Regions from separate parts of the Mus musculus genome. Here region 1 is linked to region 2. The links are chromatin contacts, called in public Micro-C maps. All regions are on one chromosome and are shown on one strand. Each heading gives the region's core, a stretch centred on a gene start, on an enhancer-like site or on the middle of the called end of the contact. The rest is flanking DNA. Distances are from core to core; before and after follow the strand shown.

Region 1 (6,090 bases), core at 3,293-5,792, 92 kb after region 2:
TATCTTACATTATTTACTGTAATGTATACATTACAGTATTTGGTACACAACAAGTTCAAGGCCAAGCCTAGACTACATGAAATGCTGTCTTTTTAAAAAAAAAAAAAGAAAAAGAAAAGGCACTGTGTCAGCGTCTCAAGAGTATGAAAAGCCCTGAGGAAGGCAACTTAATGGAGGGATTAAAGGAGGAAGGATTTGTTTTGGCTTCTGGTTTCAGAGATTTCAGTTCTTGGTGATTTGGCGCCATCACCGTAAGCTCTGCAATGAAATGAAGCTTGTGGTGCAGAATACAGAATTGATCACTCACTTGACTGTAGCCTGGTTAGAAGTGAGTAATATGAGTCAGGGAACAATATATATCCTTCAAAGTCACACCCAAGTGACCTGCCTCCTCATATCCCATTCAGCTACAAGTTCCCCATCATGATCATCATCTGTCAGCTGTGTCACCAGGTGAAGATCGAGCCTTCATACCTGGAGTTTTCTGGGGCAGAGGCCACATTACAATCAAGCATTAATATATACCATTACACTAAAACCTTGAATAGATCTCAATCTCCCCTGACCTACATGACTGCAGCTGTGAGTTCTAACAGCCTGTAGAGGAAATGGAAACTGGGATTCCTCCCACATGAACATGGACTGAAGCTAGCAGGATCGAGGAGGAAGGGGAATGCTGGATCAGTGGGAGCAGCATCGTGAGTCTCTGGCCACACTTCGTGCACGGTTGAACGATATTGGGATGACTGCAGCTATGGGCACTGCTTTAGTCAAGCCTCAGTTCTGTTACTCTCCCTAAACTCTCCCTTTATTCACGGGTCATGGGGCTGGGCTCTCACACAAAGAATTATTGACATCAGCACTTCTGTGTCTAGCATGTCATTGATTCCTTCTTGTACACTGGATAGCCTATACTGTTTCAAATCAAGCCTCGTGGACATGAGCAGGACCAGCTGATCCCTTTAGCATATCCAATCAACACTGGCCTGGCGATGGTGCATTTAGGTTTACAGTACTCAGAAAAAAAAAAAAAGTGTTCCTCAGTCATCATGCTACCCAGCCCACTACAACATTGATGGTTTCATAGCTGAACATGACGTGCCATCGGGAAGTAGGGCCTAGGTGGAGAAAGGAGGTGACCGGAAGCATACTGTAAAGGAATGTCCTTTCCCTGAACCATGCTCCCAGTTTCACTCTCTTCTCTTCTTCCTCCTCCTCCTCCTCCCTCCCTCTCTCTTCCCTTCCCTCTCGCTCACTCCCCTTCCCTCTCACTTTTCCCCCTCTCTTCCATTGTCGATCTCTCTGCAGCTTTGATCCACCACACTCTTCTACCAATGATATTCTTTTTCTTACCCACAGGCATGTACAGTGGAGGCAGCCAACCATCAGCACTTAGCCTGAACTAAAACACACCTTTCTTCTGTTATGTTTATGTCCTGGGATATCTTGTCATAGCCTCACAAAGCTGATTTATGTACTATCCATGTGACTGATCAGTTTCCAGCCCACAGGGAGATTGTGCTAATACCCAGTGCACTAAAGTCCCACCCTAAATCACAGCGTGACTGCATGCAAGGGGGCTGCCATAAAGAAAATGCCGACCTGACCACTCTGTAGTATGGTTAAAGTTTTATTGTAAACATGAGAAAGAGAACAGCCAGGGGGTGTGGGAGAATCCAGAAGAGAAAGACAAGGCAGACTAGATGTATTCCTAAGACTACTCTTGGTGCTAAAACTATCTTGGGTGACTAGCCCTAAATTCCTATACAATGAGACCTGAGTCTGTTCTGGACTCTCCCACACCCCCTGGCTGTTCTCTTTCTCACATTTACACTAAAACCTTAACCATGCTGTGGAGTGGACAGGCCAGCAGTGTCTTTATGGCAGCCCCCCTTGAAGTCATACTGATAACAGGTTAACTGCCTGGTCATTTAACTGTTATCTCTCCACTTCTACAAATGACACTTGCTTCCTGTATACATCAAGATTGTAATTCTGTTTTTAAAACCTCAAACCAAGCAGAGGTCAGGGCTGCTTCCCACTAATCTGCTTGGTACCATCCCATCAGCAGTTAATAAAGACTCCACTTGACTTATTCAGGCCTCTTGGGAGTTTTTCTCTTCAGGTATCCCATAACAAATATGGTCAGCAGACTGGACATGGCTAGGGCCGTCTGCAAAAGAAGGGAGAAGAGCAGCTGGATAGAGGCTAGAAAATGAGAGACAGCACCAGCATGGACTTTGAGATGACTGTCAGGCACTGGAACCTGGAGGTCAGCATGCACTTTGATATGCTCATAGGCACCACTGGGTAACCACATGTCCCTTCTGCCAGAGGTAAGGGAAATGACTCCTTTTGGCAGACCGGACCTGGTTTTGCAAGTGTCTGAGGAATGCTGGTTTTTAATCTAACCACCAGACTCCTCCTACAGTCTAGGTTGAACTCAGTTCTGGCTATTCAAATTGCCTTGGGAGTTTGGAGAATTGGAATTGCCTTTGGAGTTAACAGTTACCACCTGGTTGGCTCAAATCACAAGCCAGACTCCTACCAGACAAGATGTTGCAAGGCTTGGCAATTACCTCCCAGAAGATAAGGGATAGTGCTCCTTCCTGCCATTGCTACAAGGCTCAAGCCTTACTGAAACACCCCTGGGAAACTGCAGAACGGTTCAACAGCGTCTTCCTTCCCGTCCACACAAGCATCGGCCTGGGAGAAGGAGCCTGCCTCTGCATCTGGATTTTCTACTCACCCTAACAGCTAGACTGTGAGAGAACGGCAGACAGTGAGTTGATATAAGTGGGATTTGATGGTGTACCCTTAAAAGGGCCAAATTCTGTGAGAGAAAACATCCTCTCACTCAGGGGAAGCGGGGGTCTCTGGGAGCAAGGTTTCTCTTGCTTAACAACAGCCAAGACAAGGGCAGACGCTGGTTTCAGAAGATGAAATCCCCATGTGCTGATTACAATGTGACCTAAGGCATTCTGAAGATGCTGCGTCTCTAGAGAAGGGTCTGCCGACTGCCCAGCCATGGCTGGCCTGAGCACGGTGATTACAGGGAGATGAAATGTGGTGGGCCAAGAGCCAGAGTTATCTTGAGTTATGTTTTGTAATTTTCAAAAGCCATTGTAATTTACAAAGTCAGCCTCTGTATCTGACCCAACGTCCTTCTGGCTATCAGATACAATTCTTGGAACCTATCACCATCCTTAACAGACCCCCCAGCCTCCACCAAATCCTATAGAAGACACCACCGCTCATGTGCATGTGTGCGCATGTGCGCGCGCACACACAAATGCCCTGACCCTGCAAGCTCTCCTCCTGCTGCCTCCACGGACTTAAAACTGATTGGTGAGCTTTTATGTGCTGTGCCTATAAAAGTTCATATAACCTTTTACACAGTCGAACATGTCATTTAGAGTAATTTGAATTCACATTCCCGGATGCTTTTCTCAGAATAAATTGTTTTCTTATTTCCTTTAAAAAGGAATTATTTTACACTGGTACAACTTTGACCCAGAATCAATATTTGTATAGTAGAAGGCAAGCAGTGGTTTTAAATGAACATACATTTTATTCTTTTTTTTTTCTTCAAATAAGTAACACTTTGCATACACACCTGAATCTATGAAAGATCAGGGAATTGTTGGGCCTGAAATTACAGTTCAGGGGTAGAATACTGGTTCAAGGCCATAGGTTTGGGCTCCAGAACACAAACAAAATTAGAAACCGATGCAATGCACCCAATTTTGTACCTGCTAAGTCTTTATTTGTGCCTCATAATGTCACTGACAATTTTAAAGGTCTTAATAAAATAATACCTCTGAGTATATTCTTACTCACAGACTGCTACATTTATGATTAATTGCTTACTATCCTATACTTCCAATGCTTTCATATAATAAAGAGCACTGATTAAAGTAAACATGTAATTCTTCTTGGATAATTTTATCAAGCTAACCTTTCAAAGATTCAATTCTATTTTAGGTTCAGCCAAGCATTTAAGAAAAATACATGATGCTTGACATAAGAGGATTTTTTATTATAAAAAAAAAGAGATTAATTTAAAGAAAGGTTAGCTACCTGATGCTAGTCAAGTTAGATTGGCCAGAACAATCCTGTTAGCTTTGAGCAAAAGAGAAGACCACTGAACGAGCCACGTGTGTGTCATTAGCATCTTCTGATAGCTTGAATGTGTGATAAAACCTATAGACCTTTCCGAGTAAGATGTTGTGAAATTCATGTAGGATTTTTAAAGGGAAACACTGAAGTTCCCTTGCCCTCACTACAAACTGTCCATAAAAGAGATCTCCTTTACAAGGATAGAGAAACTACACACAAAAAATTAACCTAGTAAACCAGCCACTGGTCTGTTGGGGTATTCCAGGAGTCAGGGAATCCATATTGGAAATGCATTCTCAGAAGCAGCTCGAAATTTTCACATGCAAAACTGGCAGCAAGCAGATAGATCGTCCCCTATACCCTCCCCCTGCCCTGCTCCAGCAAGCAATCCTCAAATGCTTTTCTCTGACTTCTTTAACATGAACCAGGGGCAGAGAGAAGGCTCTGCTGCTAAGGGCACTGGCTGCTCCTGCAGAGGACCAGGGTTCAGTTCCCAGCATCTACAGGGAGGATCACAACCATCTGTAACTCCAGTTTCACTGCATCCAACACCCTCTTCTGGCCTCCTCAGGCAATATGCAGATAATGAGCCTGAAGAAAAACAAAGAGATGAAGCAGACCAGTCCCTTGGAGTTCTTAACTGTTAGGTCAAAGATGAGCTGATAGCGGTGGCTTTAAACTGGCCGCAAAGCTGAAGAGCTCCCTGAAGACAGTAAGTGCAATTAGCTGTTCATTTCTAGTCCCAATCAAGACTAGAATCGAGAATCAAGCTAACGGGTAAGCTTGAGGTCATAAATGTAGTCAGTTATCTCCTATCTCAAACTCCCATCCCAGGTTTCAGGCCACACCCAATCTTTGACTACCGAGTTAAGCCAACAGTAATAGAATGTGGTTAACTATTTCTTCTTCAGTTGGTTAAAGTAGAGAGGGTTAAGTTTTTATGCCTTAGGCTCATATCATTCTGGATAGAACAGTTTCCATGCACACTTCAGTGACAGGGATAACCAGTTCAAGCCTCGGGGCAGCTGGCTCTTCATTCTTGCTCTGCCTTCTTGCCTAGCCATTCTCTCAAAGTATACCTTGCTCCCATACTTGGATGTCATTAAAAGCTCACTAAGAAGAGGCCACCTCCTGTAGCTAGGCAGGAACTCCAGTGGAGCAATAGAGACACCAACCCACCCACAAAACTTTCAACTCAAAAGTCATCCTGTCTACAAGAAATGTAGGCACAGAGAATGGAGCAGAGACTGAGGGAATGGCCAACCAATAACCAGCCCAACTTGAGACCCATCCCATTGGCAAGCACTCATCCCTGATACTATTAATGATGCACTGTTATGCATCAGACAAGAGCATGTTGTCCTCTGAGAGGCTCCACACAGCAGCTGACTCAGACAGATACAGACACCCACAGCCAAACAGTGGATGGAGCTTGGAGACTCGTATGGAAGAATAGGAAGAAGGACTGCAGGCCCCCCAAAGGGATAGGAACTCCACAGAAAGACCAGCAGGATCAACTAACCTAGACCCTTGGGGCTCTTAGAGTCTGAACCACCAGCGAAACAACATACACGGGCTGGACCTAGGCGTCCCTGCACATATGTAGCAGATGTGCAGCTTGGTCTTCATGTGGGTCCCGAACAACTAGAATGAGGGCTATCCCAAAAGTTGTTGCTTGTATATGGGATATGTTCTAGCTGGGCTGCCTTGTTTGGCCTCAATAGGAGAGGAAGTGCCTAACCTCAGCAGTCTTGAAGTGCCAGCTGGGGGGGGGGGGGTGGACACTCCACTTGCTCAGAGGAGAAGAGGAGGGGGAAAACATTGTAGGAGGGGGTCACCAGGAGGGGGCAGTGGCCGGAATACAAAGTGAATAAGTAAGAAAATAAAATGTAATTTTTAAAGAAATCTCACAGAATCTCTTTTTTGACTCTTGCTTCATTCTTTGTCAGGGAAGGTGCACCTTACCTTAGG
Region 2 (5,682 bases), core at 2,814-5,313:
CTTCTGGAAGGGGATGATATACTCCATTTTGTAATGCAGAGGCCCTGCTCCTGGTCCCCAGAGGGAAGAACATCACATAGTTTCTGTAAAATCCTCAAATCCATCATAAAGTTTCAATGAATCAGCAGCCAGGATGAGGAAAGGAAAAGTAAAATGGGCAAGAGGTTTCCTGTGAGAAGAGGGTGACGAACACTTCCCTCTGTGTGCCAGGCAGCCTGAGAAGAGGACAGTACCTAGTCCCTTACGACACACAGGGTCAAGATGCACTTCTGCTTCTCTCTCATCTTGTCTTCCATCAGAGGAAGGGCAGTGCCAAGGAAGCTCACCCAGCACGGACCGTATCCTCAAACTGCAGAGAGACCCACATTGGCTATGCTGGGGTATTGATAAAGGAAATGAACTTAGAACTCAAAGGAGGCGAAGAACCAGGGCGGGAGCGTGCCTGTTCTTTGCATGGTGTCTATTTCTTTTTGAAGTATAAAAATAGTTCTGAGACACTCCATCATGATTTCCCTTTTTTATGTTTTTTTTTAAATTTATTTATTTCCCATAAAAGCCCTTGAGGTCTCAGGCCCACACAAAGGACTATAGGCCACTGAGGAAAGCTGGGCACAGGGGACATAAGTCTTCCCAGGGAAGAGCGCACCAATTAACTGCCCCGTGACAAACACTCAGCCCTGAAAACACACATACAAGTAACACCATGTGGACTGAAAAGGTTAAATTTGTATGTATGTAATAATGGTGAAAGGAAGAAAGGAAGGAAGGAAGGAAGGAAGGAAGGAAGGAGGGAGGGAGGGAGGGAGGGAGGGAGGGAGGGAGGGAGGGAAAAGAAAAAAAGGAAGGAAGGAAGGAAGGAAGGAAGGAAGGAAGGAAAAGAAAGAAAGAAAGAAAGAAAGAAAGAAAGAAAGAAAGAAAGAAAGAAAGAAAGAAAGAAAGAAAGGAAGGAAGGAAGGAAGGAAGGAAGGAAGAAAGAAAGGCCACAAATTTTAAAGAGAGCAGGAGAGGCATATGGGAGAAGCTTGGCAGGAAGAAAGGGGCGGGAGAAATGCTGCAATCAAAGTATAATCTCAAAAAAATTATGTACAATATAGTGGTGCACACAAAACAAACAAGTCCTTCATTTTGCTTTGTTTTCCTCAAAGACCAAAGCTGTCCCAGGAATGGAAAATGGACATGTAAAAGAGGTGTGTGTGTGTGTGTGTGTGTGTGTGTGTGTGTGTGTGTGTGAGAGAGAGAGAGAGAGAGAGAGAGAGAGAGAGAGAGAGAGAGAGAGAGGGCAGAGGGGTCAAACCTTTTTTCTTTTAAAATAAAAATTTTAATTAAAAACAAAAACCTATGTGTATGCATTTTTAAGACCATTTTGCAATTTGTGTTTATTTACTTATTCTGTGTGTTTAGGTGGTTTGCCTGCATGGATCTGTGCATCACAAGTGTCCCTGGTGCCTGTAGACACCAAAAGAGTTTTCAGAACCCCAGGAACTGAAGTCAATGACTGTCAGAAGGCCACCATGCTGTGCTGGGAATTGAGCCCAGATCCTCTGGAAGAGCAGCCAGTGCTCACAACTGCTAAGCCAGCTCTCCAGCCCTTTACTCTTCATTTTGAGATGTCTCACTAGAGCCTGCCCAGGTTTGAACTTGTGATCCTCCAACTTAAGCCTTCCTTGTAGCTGGGATTACAGGCTTGCATCCCAAGGTCTATACGGAAATCTTATAATATGCCCCTTAGTAAGAGTTGTAAATGCTATTTTACTTCACTTTCTTTCTATTTTTCCAAGTGCAAGGAAGCAGCAGAGCAGAGATGGCTTCAAAGCAGAGATGGCTTCAGAGTAGAGATGGCTTCAGAGTAGAGATGGCTTTATACTATAGCAGGGAAGTTTTGCTGGCACTGTGTCCTGGTGTAGAAGTCACAGAATAGCAACAAAAGCATACATCACCCAGGGACTTCGCATGTTCCCAGGAGAAGATCAGTGGCTTTGAAAAACATACCATGAGGTGAAATTATAACCTAGTTATTGTCTTTATTGAGATACGTGTGGGTGACAGCAGTTAGGTTGTGATGGTTTAGTTTATGTCTCAACATGAATCGGCCCACAGTGCCTGGGTATTTCATCAACATTATCCTAAATGTTTCTGTGAAGATAATTTTTGGATGAAATTAGCATTTACATTATCAGATTTTGAGTAAATTACTCTCCAATATGTGTGGGTGCCATCCAATCAGCTGAAGGTGGAAAAAGCAAACAAAAAACAAAGAATGGCCTTCCATGAACAAAAGGGAATTCTGCCAGTAGACTGCCTTTGAATTAGACAGCAGCTCTTCCCAGAGCCACCAGCCTCTCAACCTCCCCCTGCTAGATCCAGTCATACAAGCCAGTTCCTTAAAATGGATTTCAGCCCTCCACCCCCACCTCTCTTGAGCTATGTATAACAGACATTTGCAGAAAGAACACAAGAACAAAAGGAAGGGGATGCAGACAGGGAAGCAGAGGGGGAGGAAAAGACCAAAAAGAGAAGGAGGGGAAGGAAGGTGGGGGTCCAAGGGGGAAGGAGGAAGAAAAGAAGAGAGTTTGGAGTTGAAAAGGGATCACAGATTGGACATCATGCCATCAAATTGTCTGGAAAAGCCACCATCAAAAGAAATCTCTAGACGGAGCTTCTTTGAGTTTTCAACTCCGGGGAAAGAGAAGCTGGCTCATTTCCAAGGAGGGATGTGTGGGCTTTGACCTCTGCTCAGCAGAGGCACAGAGAGTGGGATGGTGTCTTCCCTGAAGACCCAGAGGAAACGGGAGCCGAAAGGGACCCGCCAGCCCCAGCTTCACTCTGTGTAACCTTTGAACACCTGTCAGCCAACATCCTTTATGTCAAAGATATCCTATAAGATACTAAAAATTGCAATCAGATCAAAATACTTGTGTGTTTATTGGAAAGAATGTGTTAACGACTTCCAAGAACTGATTTGGCTTTCAGTTCTAAAGTTGGTAAGCCTAAAACAAACACAGCAACCTAAACAGGAACAAAATGAGAGGGGGAGAACAGGTTATCAAATTAAAAGTATCGGAAGCTAGGACTGGAGAGATGGCTCAGTGGTGAAGAGCACTCGTCCTGGCAGGAGACCTGGTTCAGTTCCTAGCATCCACGTGGCAGATCACAGCCATCCATAACTCCAGTTCCAAAGGACCCCCCCCAAAAAAATATTTTTTTTTTTTTTGGTTTTTCGAGACAGGGTTTTTCTGTGTATCCCTGGCTGTCCTGGAACTCACTCTGTAGACCAGGCTGGCCTCAAACTCAGAAATCTGCCTGCCTCTGCCTCCGGAGTGCTGGGATTAAAGGCATGTGCCACCATGACCCAGCAAGGAGCAGCATTAGCTGTCTTTTAAAGGGTTACCCCGAATCACAGTTTAATAACTATAAATATTTTAAGACATTAATCAGATGTATTTGTCCTGAGATAGTATTCCACTAAGAACGCTGGTCTAGCCTCTAACCTGTAATTCTTCCACCTTCACTTCCTGAGAGCTGGTACTAAACAGAAAAAGACATTTCTTGAGAGCTTTCTCCAAATATATTAAAAAATAACAATAACATGGAAAGAAAGGCAGTCTTCTGCCTCCATCCTTCACAGCCACTGCAATAGCTTCAGCTCAAATAGAAAAAAAGATAGGACCGTGTTTGCATTTCAAACTGTCACAAGTGGACAGTGAGCCTAATCTCTTGATGGTGCTAATCCTGGGATTGGCCTGCACACCGGTAGCATGTACTCAGATGGAGCAGCGACACCGGTTTCCTTTGGGGGCAGTGGTGACCTTCCTATCTTAAAAGTTGTGCCCGCCCTCACCTCTCACCCTAGGTGTTAACCTTGGCATCTTCCTTCAGTCATCATGATACAGTGCCTGACAGAGACCACAGAGGAAGGTGACTCGGCAGTTCGCGGTGAGGACTTCCCATATGGCTAGGAGAGCAGAGAGCTGAGAGAACAGGCAGAATCAGGGACTGGCATCATCTTCCAAGGCCACCCTTCATGACTCGTTTCCACCAGCCAGGCACTAAAGCCTTCAGACAGCACCACACACTGGGTCTGCGAGCTGAAGGCAGTCTGTAGGAGCCACTCTCCATGCAAACCAGAACACTTCTAAGACCTGATTCAAGACTGCTACACAACCTTAGAATTGTAACTGATGATTTGTGCCTGGCAAGGGAGCCAGCTGACCAGTGAACACTATCATTCATAATAAATGAAGAATTGAACACTGTGGTCTCATTGTTTTTAATGTTGGTATTTTCGTGAATCTATAATCAGCTATTTTTTAAAAAATATTTTGATGTAAGCCTCTAGTTCCTTATATGCGACAGAAACTTGAGAAGGAAGGCCTTTTGTTTTCGTTTGGCAGTGCCACTCGACATGAACAGATGCAGGCTATTTATAGTCTCCGTCCTTCTCCACAGAAAAACTCATTTGTTTAGTTGCAGAGTCTCTGTGTTTGATTACAAGATATCCTGCATTGTATCTGTTGAGATATGACGTTTGTCCTTTTATCTGCAGCCGTTAAGATAATGTCTTTGTCATTTATTATGTTTTATAGTGAATTAAACTGATTGATTTCTTCATGTGAACTGAATTTGCTTGTAGCTCACATTTTAATACATTGCTCAGTTTAGTTTTGTGGCTTTTAAAAAGGGGTTTTGTATCTACATTCATGAACATTAGCCTAAAATTTATGTTTATCATGTCCTTGTCAGCTTTTGAAATAAAATTATGTGAATCTCATGAAATAGGTCCAAAGTATTTCCGGCTTAATCCCTGAGCTGTCTGAGTAAGATCGGGGATTAGCTGGCCCTTCCCTCACAAATGCTCTGTAAGAATCATAGGCCTGGTGTTTTCACTGTCAGATAGCATTTGTTAAAAAGAAAGAAAGAAAAGCCATGTTGGCTGGAGCTGTATAGTCCATGGTACAGCTTGTGCACAGCACACAGGAGCCCCGTTTCATTGCCAGTTCACAAAACAAAGTATAGGACTCTTGGTCTTTATAGAAACTTCATCCTAACACGTAAATGTATTGGCATAAATGAATGAAACCGTTCTTTGGTGATCCCTCCCTTATCCACAGCATCCATCAGTCGCTGGCTTCCTTGCCTTCCCGTGCTGGTTTTTCCTCTCTTCTCTTTTGTCTTTATCGGTTCTGACAGGCAGTCACCAGTCTCAAGCAGTGACTTTTCAGAGAGCCAGAGTCTGGCTTGTTGTTTGTCCTTGGGCTTGCTTCTTGTTTGACATACCTTTATTTACTCTTTTGTCTATTTTCCTCGAATTCCTGTCTCTGTCCTGTTTCTTATTTCTCAAAACTGAATGCCTACGCTACTTCCTTTCCAGCTATTCTTTTTTCAATAATTCTTGGAACTAATAAAGTGTCCCTCCGAGAAGCCTCTCCCTTCAGGTTTGACACTATAATTACTCAATTTCAAGTGCTCAAATTTTTTCATTAGGATTATTCTTTGGCATGAGTTGTTTAGAAATAACTTTTAATTTCCAAGGATGTAGCTGCTGTCATTGCTATTGTTGAGTTTGACCATGGTCTCCAGGAGCAAAGTCCATGTGTTCTCTCTTGCTGTCATTCCCGAGGGCTCATTAAGAAACATCCTTCCTACCTCTGTGACTTTATTTTCTGCCAGCTTTGGAGGTTCTGA

Evidence for each region. A called contact is a pair of places that touch in the nucleus more often than the background predicts.
Region 1: a contact with region 2 is called in a Micro-C map of the G1E-ER4 cell line, with 4 times the contacts expected there. The contact joins two enhancer-like sites. A contact is called at or near these places in 2 of 39 promoter capture datasets (the 3T3-L1 cell line and embryonic stem cells), 1 of 15 datasets of contacts at CTCF or cohesin (large pre-B cells), 12 of 484 Hi-C or Micro-C datasets (the Ba/F3 cell line, the G1E-ER4 cell line, cardiomyocytes and 5 more) and 3 of 115 datasets of contacts at active chromatin or transcription factors (cardiomyocytes, heart atrium and neural progenitor cells).

Annotation. Positions count from the first base shown.
Region 1 is chr14:55,425,754-55,431,843 of GRCm38.p6, forward strand. No RefSeq gene overlaps it. Among named protein-coding and RNA genes, the nearest start is that of Gm52145, 10 kb to the right of the region's middle. Within about 2 kb of position 4,543, at least 1 of the 459 cell types and tissues checked has an H3K27ac peak or open chromatin away from gene starts, as enhancers often do. A contact at or near this core is called in the G1E-ER4 cell line, where this site is marked.
Region 2 is chr14:55,334,263-55,339,944 of GRCm38.p6, forward strand. No RefSeq gene overlaps it. Among named protein-coding and RNA genes, the nearest start is that of Gm52145, 100 kb to the right of the region's middle. Within about 2 kb of position 4,064, at least 52 of the 459 cell types and tissues checked have an H3K27ac peak or open chromatin away from gene starts, as enhancers often do. A contact at or near this core is called in the G1E-ER4 cell line, where this site is marked.